Regions from separate parts of the Sus scrofa genome. Here region 1 is linked to region 2. Evidence: chromatin contacts called from public Hi-C data. All regions are on one chromosome and are shown on one strand. Each heading gives the region's core, a stretch centred on a gene start, on an enhancer-like site or on the middle of the called end of the contact. The rest is flanking DNA. Distances are from core to core; before and after follow the strand shown. Region 1 holds the start of ITGBL1 (integrin beta-like protein 1). Region 2 overlaps NALCN (sodium leak channel non-selective protein).

Region 1 (5,223 bases), core at 532-3,031, 70 kb after region 2:
GTTCCCAGGGATATTGGTAACAGGCAGCCTGTGCATCTGTAGGTCTGGGGGTGGGACCTGAGAACTTGCCTTTCTAAGTTCCCTGGTGCCGCTGCTGGAGCTGGTTCACAGATCACCTTCGGGAAATGACTGGTTTAGGGACTCTGATTCCCCTCCAGCCACACCCCCTCCCCCAGAGGATAAGCAGTTCCTGTGATCCAGGGCACCTGCCAATGTGAGCCTTTGCTGATCCTTCTAAACCACACTCTGGGTACCCCGGACTCCAGAATTCCCCACCCAGATTACTCTCTGGCTGGTGCACGCCTCTGTCCAGTCTGTCCTCCTGGTGGCAGATTCGGCCACCAGCGTGTACACGCTTGGGCAAAAGTCGACAAAGGGTCAGCCTTTGAAGGAGGCTTAGCTGCCTGGGCTAGGATGTGCCCCAGGCAGACAGACCCCTTTCGGGTACAGATGGAGTCTGGAGAAGCAAGAGAAAAGGATTAGGCTCTCTGTTCAGGGCACCTTCAAGCCCCAGCAGGAAAATCTGCGCCTTGGTCTTTTATCTCTCCCTGCAAATTACAGAGAGAGATCCGTCCTGTTGCATCATCTCCGGCTTTAAGGCCAGAGTCGCAGCTTGTATGGTTCTATTTCCTGGGATCCTCCGCATCTAAAGCTCTTCTTAGCGCAAAGGAAAGATGTTTCCTCCCTTCCGTAGATCCGTCCACAATACCTTGCTCCAGGGACCACACAGGTGTGGGCTTTCAGGTCTCCCTCGAACTTCCTATGTGGATTGGGGCAAGCCGGCCAATTTTGAGCAGAGGTCAGTCTTTGGTCTCAGTTTCTTGATCTTTATAATGGGAATGACAGTGCCCTTCACTCTGCCACCTCTTCACCATTTCCACTCAACTTCCCTCTACTTCTCTTTCAGCCTTTAATTCAAATGCTATCTTGATTAGATCTGATGAATGGAGCCAAGCTGGGAGTAACTTGCAACTTTTCCTCCTTTTAGATTTGTGGTTTTATTTTGGGTATTGTCCACTTGCCCAGGGATCAGGTCTCCTTAATTCCCTGTTGTGCCTTTTCTGTCTGGCACACAGCCTGGTAGCCGGTGGATGCTTAACCTGTGTTTGCTACGTGAGTAAATGAATGTGTGGTTATTGGCACGGTTGAAGATAAAACATACCAAGCGACCAGCACATAGTAGGTGCTTCACAAGTGACACCGACGATTTGTCAGCAGCACTGACATTGTAATCATACATGTTATTTTCTCATACTTAATCTGTGGGGGAGGATGGGGTGAACTCGGGACAACTGCAGTTTGAACCATCCAAGTCAAGAAAAAAATGTGCTGTGATAAACCACTGGCCCAAACAACTAGAAGCATGACACACTTTGTAACAGCTTAGGAGACGAGAAACCTATTTTTTATTTTTTAATTGTTTGCCTGCACCTGTGGCATATGGAAGTTTCCGGGACCAGGGATCAACCCTGAGCCACCGCAGTGCAGTGACAGCACGGAACCTTAATCGCTAGGCCCCCAGGGAATTCCAAGAGACCCATCATTTAAAACAAGGGCTCAAAAACACAAGAAAAAAGGGATATTTTGTCAATTGTTCCTGCCCCCAGCAACTCACACCCCAAATAGTCAAACAGTGTATCTTCTTGAAAAGTATGTCGTGAAAGTAATCCCGCCCCAATGTTCCCGCTGACCTCACGAGTCAGAAGAGGAAGCGTCCCCACTTCCCCCTCCCATCTTCGGGATCATTTGATCTGTCCCTTTAATATCAGCCAGCTCAATATCCTCTTGTCAAGTATTTCTGGGGCCTGAACTTGAAGAAAGAAACGATTTTCTTAAATCTGTGAACAGGACTTTTTTTTTAATGTCAAAATAAACCATCTGCTTGTACAACTGTTTCTAATTACCTCCCTGCCTAGACTCTCCACTTGAGGAGTTTGGTACCAGCACCCCGCCCAGAACGGTGCCGCTGCCCAAATCCTCGCAGGCAGCTCATCAAGGCACTCGCAGCTCCGGGGAAAGCCCGGGACCTGCACGCCTGGGCTTCTGGGGGTCCGTCTGCCCGGCCATCTGCCCGTGGCCCCTCTCCCCCTGCAGCCTCCCCTCCCCCCGGGGAGCCCCACCTGGCAGAAGCGCGGCTGCCTCCCGGCCCCCCTGGGACACTCAGCATGCGTCCCGCCGGCTTCAGGAACTTCTTGCTGCTGGCGTCCTCCCTTCTCTTTGCGGGACTGTCAGCTGTTCCCCAAAGCTTCTCGCCATCCCTGAGGTAAGTCTGGTTTGTTTTTCTTTAAGACAGATCTGCCCTGCTTTACGTGGCAGAACTCAAGGTTGGGGATGGCCGCCTTAAGCCAAGAGCAGTTAGAAAGTTGGACGCGGGATAAACTATTTTCAACCTGTTCCTTTCCTTATATCTACACAGTGTGCTGCTTTACCCCTGTCCTGTTGCTTTTCCTTTGGAAAAAATACAATCATTGAATCAATATATGACTTCCTCCTATTCCAATACATAGCAAGAGGAACTTGTGCCAACCTCTGTGTACCTGTGTTTTCTCACCACCTATAAGGCAGAATTATTTCACGGGGTCTGTGTTACATTTTGCAGTACATTCTGAGAGTCACATCACAATAACGAAACTTTCATGTTTTTTAAAAAATGTTTTATTATAGCTGATTTACAATATTCTGTCAATTTCTGCTGTACAGCGAAGCCACCCACATTCTTTTTCTCACTGTATCCTCCACCATGTTCCATCACAAGTGATCAGATATAGCTCCTTGGACTACACAGCAGAATCTCATTGCTTATCTGTTCCAAATGCAATAGTTTGCATCTACTAACCCCAGACTCCCAGTCCCTCCCATTCCCTCCCCCTCCCTCTGGGCAACCCCAAGTCTATTAAACGTGTACGTTTTAAAAGTAAAGGTTATAAGCATATTGCAACTTGAAAAAACGCTATATCCTGTGCTCTCATAACATGTATAGCTCTTTCTATATACTCATCTCTTCTTTTTCAGAAAATAACTGCCCCTAGCTAGCCGCAGGACTTTTTAAAGAGAACTGAAAAGTCAGCCAAGTGTCATAGTTTGGATTAATTCTTACTTAAATGCGCATGTAAGATTCAGCGGCAAATTACCAAGAGGTAGGGCCGGGTCACTTAGTCCACCTGGCATACGGTCCTGTTCCTAGGTGGGCAGGTCACCTCTTAGACACCTTGGGTCTGGTCACTTCTTCGGTGGTGGCCCACGGCTGGTGGCAGCTTGGCCTCCAAATGGGGGGCCTCGGGCTTCCTATCCAGAGGGTTGTACGTCTCCGTTTGGGGTCTGGGTGGACCCTGGGAGGCAAGGTGAAGGCAACGTGGGTTCGGATCACAGGGGCAGTGTCTGGGCTTGACCGTGGCCCTGCTGTGGTTTGTCGCCCCTGCAGAAGCGGGCCGGGCGCCGCGTGCAGGCTGTCCCGGGCCGAGTCGGAGCGCCGGTGCCGGGCGCCCGGGCAGCCCCCAGGGGGCGCTCTGTGCCACGGCCGCGGCCGGTGCGACTGCGGGGTCTGCATCTGTCACGTGAGCGAGCCGGGCGTGTACTTCGGGCCCCTGTGCGAGTGCCACGAGTGGGTGTGCGAGACCTACGACGGCAGCACCTGCGCAGGTAAGGGGGCGGCGCTGGTCCCGCCGCGTGGCCCCGCGGGCTGCACGCGCTCCCGGGGCTTCTGCCACTTCCTGGGGAGGGAAAGGTGGGGACAACCCCTCTAACAGCCCTGGAAATTAGTGCCACCGCGAAGGCCTCCCTGTTGGTAGTCAGTGCTGGAGTCATCTTGTAACACTGATCCCCGCCCTGGGGTCCAAACGTAAGTGCAAATAATATTTGTAGATTCACTTAATTATCAGTCTCACTTGGCTTTTGAATTCCTTATGACGAACCAAATCTCCCACCTTCCTCATACATGGAGTTGTTACGCTGGGCTCTCCTACCCCAGTCATAAATGTTAAACATAATATTTGCAGAAATTAAGCCTGTATTTTTTTTTTTTTTAATTGAGGTGTAGTTGGTTTACAGTGTTGTGTTTGTTTCTGGCCTTTATTTTGTTTTTACCAAAGAAACACAGAGGAATCTTATTTTCCTCAATTCCAGGGAAGCAGATTGTGTCTTTTGAACGCGAATTTGCCCTCTCCTACTGAGGGGGAGAGTTTACAGGTGAGAAAATTGTAACAAGGAAAAAACAAGCAGGCCCCTCTTTACTTGGAAGTGATGGCTTTTGCATTGTTTTAACTGCTCGCATGGTTTGGCTTGCATGGTTTGGTGTTTTGTAAGGTTGGCATGAAAATAAATTGATCCCCCTTGGACATTTTGAAGGAGTGATTCGGGTCCTGATGCTGGAAAGGGTCAAGCTATTTCTTTGCAGAGAACACCCCTCATCTCTAGCCCGTTCATGTAACCGTGCCATGTACTCAGGGCCAGGAACTTCAGTTAGGTCACTGTCCATGATGCAGACACTCTGCCAGTGTAAGGACAGCACAGTGCATTTCCAGCAGACTTGTAGGAAAAAAAAATCACCTTATTTTACCCACAGTATAGCTGATAATGAGACTCCAACACTACCGGAGAGATCAAGAATGAGTTCACAGCAAAAAAAAAGAAAAAAAAAAAAGAAAAGAAAAAAGAAAAAATTCCCCCCCTCCCCCCGGCACCTGGGCCCAGAAGTGCCTGGAGGATACTTAATATGCAGGTTCTTTGGTCATGAAAAAAAAGTCACATTAGTAATTCAAGGGGCACAGGTGCTTCTGTGTGCTTGTTTAGCTTTGAAGGCTGCAACTCAACCCTTTAAATGCATTGGATGTCACAGCTTATTTTTCCTTTGTCAGCCTCACCAGCTGCCGCGTTATTAAGGGCGGCCCTTTGGAATGAAAGCTAAGTATGGTCTAATATTTCATTCCAAATTCAACGGTTACCTGGCTTCTCTGGCTTTTATTGCCTCTGGCAAGGCCTCTTCAATATCATGACTTCTGAACACATCTTACTGGACGTTTTGCATCGTTCTTTCATTGGAAACCTAAGAAGTAGGATGCAGTCTGCAGCCAGTGAAGCTGGTCTGGGTTGCCATCGGATAAAACTCCCTGCTTGAAGACGCTGATCTGTTTCCTTTCTGTAAACCATGCAGAGGGCATGCTGTGGCATATGTGCCCTTGTTTACGGCCCGTGGAACGTGGCAAGTGATTTGTTGTTTCCTGCTGA
Region 2 (5,876 bases), core at 1,644-4,143:
AGTCTCCTGGAGTTCCTGCTGTGGCTCAGCGAAACGAATCTGACTAGCAACCATGAGGATGCAGGTTCGACCCCTGGCCTTGCTCAGTGGGTTAAAGATCTGGATCTGGCATTGCCGTGAGCTGTGGTGTAGGTCATAGATGTGGCTCAGATCTGCTGTTGCTGGGGCTGTGGTGTAAGCTGGCAGCTACAGCTCCAATTTGACCCCTAGCCTGGGAACCTCCATGTGCCATGGGTAAGGCCCTAAAATAAAAGAGAGAGAGAGAGAGACGCGTGTCCCAAGAGGAGGGAATTCTGCCTCTAGACTGCCTTTGAACTCAGGATTTCAATATCGAGTCCTGCTGGAAATTGCAGCTTGCTGCCCTGCTCTGAAGATTTTGATCTTGCTGCTCCCCACAATCTCAGGAGCCAACTCCTTAAAGAAATCTCTTTCTACATATACTCCCTATTGGTTCTCTTTCTCCGAAGAACCCTGACTAATACATAGTAGATGGTTAATAATTATTTTTTAAGTAAATGAATGTGTCCTTCTTCCCAACAAACATTATTTAAATCTATGGCAAAGGTATTTATCTATTTGTTTACATTTATTTGTAAAGTAATTATAGAAGGAATTCATCAATAATTGGATCCTGTTGTTTTTATGCAATTTTTTAGTGTGATATCTAAAAATTGGCATGGATATTCAATATTTTAGATTTCTGGCTATCGTAGTTCCACGTGTCAGAGTGAGTGCTGGAATCCCTCAGAGTGGTTGTTTTTTAAAAGGCTTTCATTTTCTGCTTGGCATATGTTCTTTTATTATTATTATTATTATTAACAAAATATCATATTTACAAATAACATTATGTAGGAGTTTGAGAGCTAAGAAAATGTGCTTTGAGCTGGTTGCAGAAATCCTTTGCAAGAGCCCCAAACAATGCTCCAGTACTTTAGAGTTTTATGGTTTTAGACTCATTACTCCTAGGGCCCAGAGCACTGAGCTGTGTACTGATAGACAAGGATTATGCCCTCAGGTCAGTGATTCACCGACTGAAGGATTTCACACAATTCACTCTCACTGTTTCTTCTTATCTTTCTAGGGCTGACCGTGCAGCATATGGAGGTTCCCAGGCTAGGGGTCCAATCAGAGCTGTGGCCGCCGGCCTACACCAGAGCCACAGCAACTCGGGACCCAAGCCACTTGGTGACCTACACCACAGCTCACAGCAACACTGGATCCTTAACCCACTGAGCGAGGCCAGGGATGGAACCTGTGTCCTCATGGATCCTAGTTAGGTCCGTTACTACTGAGCCACAACAGGAACTTCCCACGTTCACTGTTGGACCTTCAGTTTCCTCATCTGTAAGATATGAAACTTTTCAGCTATTTGAAAACCCATTCCCAGAATGGCCGAATCCCACTTTCATATAAAGGAAATGGTCAGTGACTGGAGAGAAACCATGCACCCCTCTGAGTCTTGTTGTCACCGCCCCACAACGCCCAGTGCCACAGCTCAAGGCTCCACCATCAGACCCTTCATTACTCAGAACAACATCTTTCTCTGCTGATAGCCAACTTCCGGGGGCCATGCACTTAGGGTTGGCCTTTTGTCATCACTGTCGCTTCTGAAATAACTGTGCTTATTGTTATTTAGCCTCTTTTTTTAGAAACCGTCTTTCCCGTATTCTTAGTAGGGCCACTTGATTTCACTTGTCTGTTCATTCATTCAAAATAATTATTTTTGTCAGGTCTATTCTTTCCCACCTAACTTGCTAGAGATGGAGGCAACGAAGAAGAGATTTCTAGGGCCTTTAGTGCCTAGACAGAGAGAGGACATAGAAAAGCAATGACAAGGAGTTGCTGCTGTGACACCATGGGATCAGGAATGTCTCTGCAGCACCAGGATGAAGGTTTGACCCCTGGCCTGGCACAGGGGGTTAAAGAATCCAGTGTTGCCACAGGTTGTAATTGTGGCTCAGATCTGATCCCTGCAACTTAATTCAGTTGCAAGATTTTTGCAAAGTAACACTTTCAATGAGAATGTATGACAACAATTTTATTTTTCTCACTTTTTTTTCCCATATGCCACCGGTCCGCCAAAAAAAAAAAAAAAAAAAAAAAGTGGAAAAGTAATGACTACTGTAGAACAAGAGGATGTTTTAAGAGCTACCTATAGACTCATGATGTTACAGGAGTGTGAGAAGAAGCATCCCATCACTGTGAGTGGTGGATGGATGGTGAGCATGGTTGTCCCTCATTTGTAAGAAAGAACAAAAGGTTTAAAAAAAAAAGCCCACTAACTTACAAAAGAGGTTATTAATTTAATTGTAAGATTTGCACAAAATAAGACTTTCAGTGGGAATTTATGACAATTTTGCTTCCATTTTTCTCACGTGTTTTTCCCCTAGAACTGAAGTTAAGCAGGATGCTGACTTCTCCATGGCCAAATATGATCCAGTTGTTGTAAAAGATATTCTCAGAGGCCAAGCTACAATGTGTTTCTGAACTTTGCATCCCTGAGCACATTCTCAGGGATGCAAAGAAGGAAGTCACAGAATAACAATCCCCTATGCAACAGACAACACTATTTTAAGAGGGTTTTGTTGCTTATTGCATGGAGAAGGTTTCTTTTCTATGTTTAGTGTATGTTCTAAGAGGAAGCCATAAATAGAAGAACACACGTCTAGTTAAACCCATGGAGAGAATCACACACACACAATCTCTGCACTGGGAGAACAGTGAACGTGGTCTTTGCTACCTCGTGTCATGGCTTGTCTCACTCTTGGCAGGCCTGAAAACAAGGTTCATTTTCTTGCTAAAAGCCCTGCTTTTAAACATTGCCACGTACTGACGATAAACATGTTCTGGCTGTTAACCTCCCTTTCAGATTCATCCCAGAGAATCTTCTGGCTAATTCTCTCGCTGGATGCTTTGGAACATGAAGCATCCCGCCCTGGAATTGGCAGGGATGAGGCTACTTACTGATTTTGGAAAACTGTTTTTTTTCTTTTTGGGCCATACTCGCGGCAGATGGAAGTCCTCAGGCTAGGGGTCTAATCGGAGCTACAGCTGCAGGCCTACGCCACAGCCACAGAAATGCGGGATCTGAGCTGCATCTGCGACCTACATCGCAGCTCAGCACCACACCAGATCTGTAACCCACTGAGGGAGGCCAGTATCTAACCTGCATCTTCACAGAGACACCATCAGGTCCTTAACCCTCAGGACCACAACGAGAACTCCTGATTTTGGAAACTTTTAATTGCTCTGCCTGGACTTTTAGAGGGACTAGAATACAAGACGACTAATCTGCGGCAGGAAAAAATATTGACATCACAGATCTTCTTATAAAAAGTAAATCTGGAACTGTTTCTAAGAAATTAGGAGATAGATTTGTCCTTACTATTAAATGGACAGTACTTTAATATGATTTTTCCATTTTCCCATTCTCCCCTGAATGGCTAGACAGGCAAAGCCATAAAGAACTGAATCCAGGAGTTCCCATCGTGACACAGTGGTCAACAAATCCAACTAGGAACCATGAGGCTGCGGGTTCGATCCCTGCCTTGCTCAGTGGGTTAAGGATCCGGCGTTGCTGTGAGCTATGGTGTAGGTGGCAGACGCGGCTCGGATCCTGCATTGCTGTGACTCTGGCATAGGCCAGCGGCTACAGCTTTGATTAGACCCCTAGCCTGGGAACCTCCATATACCTCGGGAGTGGCCCTAGAAAAGGCAAAAAAAAAAAAGAACTGAATCCATCATGTACCAAGGTGGTAAAATTAAATAGTTTTTCAAACATCGTAGGAAATTTAAACACACTATTTCATTTAAAAATGTTTTAAATCGTCATCTTACCTTGTTATAATTGAATGGTTTCTTTAATTACATATTTTCTCCAGGTTTACTTCCTTATCTATACCTATCACTACTCTGACGATATGGATAAGGGACAAGGACCAGGAGACTAGCCTCTGAGCCAGAATCAGGCAATGAGGGGTATGTGAATGTATTTCAAAAAGAGCATTGCGAAGGCAAAGTACCAGGACACAGAAAATTCAGTGACCAGCTCTAACCCGGAAACCCTTGAACCCAAGGCAAGAGCTACTCAAGCGCTGACTCTGCTCCCTTTTCTTCAGGAATTAGGACAATAGTGTGGGAAGTTATCTGCAAGAGGTCAGATGGCAGGATGGTGAGTGACACCCCCAATTTGAGGCCAATATTATAGTATTTCAGTTGGTGATTTCGCCAATTAACAAATGTATAGCAAGGAGCAATTTCCTCTTCTTCTCATGAGGATCATAACACTCAATCTATGAGATCAGCAATTACAAATAAAAAGTGCCTCAGACAGGTTAGGAGCTAAAAATGTGTTTACATTTACTGCCTATGGCTTGGCCAAGTTTTATGGCTGGAAAAGAGCCTTTTTTTTTTTTTTTTTTTCACTCTTAAGGCTTCCATCCTTTTGGGATGGTCAAAGGATGCCAATTATGGTTTTTCCAAATATATGCCGAGGAGTAGGACTGCTGGATCATATCGTAGTTCTATATTTAGTTTTTTTTTTTTAGGAACTTCCACACTGTCCTCCACAGTGGCTGCACCAACTTGCATTCCCACCAACAGTGTAGGGGGATTCCCTTTTCTCCCCACCCTCTCCAGCATTTATTGTTTGTAGACTTTTTGATGATGGCCATTCTGCCTGGAGTGAGGTGATATCTACTATACATCACCGGGAAATTTATTCAATACTGTGTAATAACTTATATGGAAAAAGAGTCTGAAATGGAATGGATATACATTTATATGTGTGTGTGTATGTGAATATACACACAGAACTGATTTACTTTGCTGTAGGCCTGGAATTAATACAACTTTGTGAGTCAACTATATTCCGATTATTATGTTTTTTAAGGATGCTAAGGGCTCCCTAATGGTAAGAACATCCATCTACCTGGAACGTGAAGGCCAGGCAAGGATTTAGGAAGTGCCAAAGCGCCTGTCCCCAGATGTCCTGGAGCACAGAGTGCACTTGCCAATTCAATCGCTAGGCTTAAAAACACGTGAGTCACTGAATAAACAAAAGGGAGATGCCGGCCCTGCAGTTCCCAGAACTCGTGGACAATTTGTTTCTTTGGGAGAATGACAAAGAGGCTCTAATCACCTGATGCGTTTTAGACAATTCTAGGGAAACAAGCTTCAAGGGACAAAGACGCTCAAATCACCCCCAGGTGGCGCTCTAGCAGCTAAAAGCTTAGTCTTTGAAGATTCAAGACATCTCTTAAAAAGCCATGCAAATCTATGTTCCCATCCATAACACATCTTTGGGGATTTTAATGTGAAACTAAAGTTTTATATCCTTGATTTCTAACCATCTGGCTATCTTGGCCCTGCCTACAAATGCAAATCCACAGAGTTACTTCGTACTCTGTATTTTCACAAAGCTCCCCAGGCGGTTTTCTCTGCTAAAGAGACCTAAACCCTAGAAATGAATTCCCAAATGGACTGTTGGTTCTGCTCTAGTCACTGCATGCTACCACGGCTTCTATCCTGGGGAAGAGCAGGGAAGGCTGGTCTGGTGAACTTGAGACATCAAAATTATACTACGTGGGATTTCTGCGAAGGCAACTACAGTAAACACTACTTTCCAGGGGCTGAATTGGCAGGCTCCTCATTTCACATTCACCTAGTAGATTCGGAAGTTCTAGCACATCATCTCAGAATTCAGTCCTAAAATAAACAATCTTTAACCCCTTCCTCATACATCCCATTCAGAACTTTTCTCCTAAGCATGTGCTGCTTACAACTCAAGAAGAATGAGGAGTTCCCGTCGTGGTGCAGGGGAAATGACTCCGACTTGGAACCATGATGTTGAGGGTTCGACCCCTGGCCTTGCTCAG

What was found. A called contact is a pair of places that touch in the nucleus more often than the background predicts.
Region 1: a contact with region 2 is called in a Hi-C map of adipocytes, with 2.0 times the contacts expected there. The contact joins the promoter of ITGBL1 here to the enhancer-like site in region 2. A contact is called at or near these places in 3 of 47 Hi-C or Micro-C datasets (adipocytes, embryonic fibroblasts and skeletal muscle) and 1 of 2 datasets of contacts at active chromatin or transcription factors (skeletal muscle).

What each region holds. Positions count from the first base shown.
Region 1 is chr11:70,040,270-70,045,492 of Sscrofa11.1, forward strand. ITGBL1 (integrin beta-like protein 1) reads left to right here and starts at 1,782. Exons shown (of 11, transcript XM_005668526.3): 1 at 1,782-2,263; 2 at 3,422-3,639. The coding sequence starts at 2,166.
Region 2 is chr11:69,968,883-69,974,758 of Sscrofa11.1, forward strand. The region is part of intron 6 of NALCN (sodium leak channel non-selective protein); the gene reads right to left. Among named protein-coding and RNA genes, the nearest start is that of NALCN, 51 kb to the right of the region's middle. Within about 2 kb of position 2,894, at least 3 of the 83 cell types and tissues checked have an H3K27ac peak or open chromatin away from gene starts, as enhancers often do.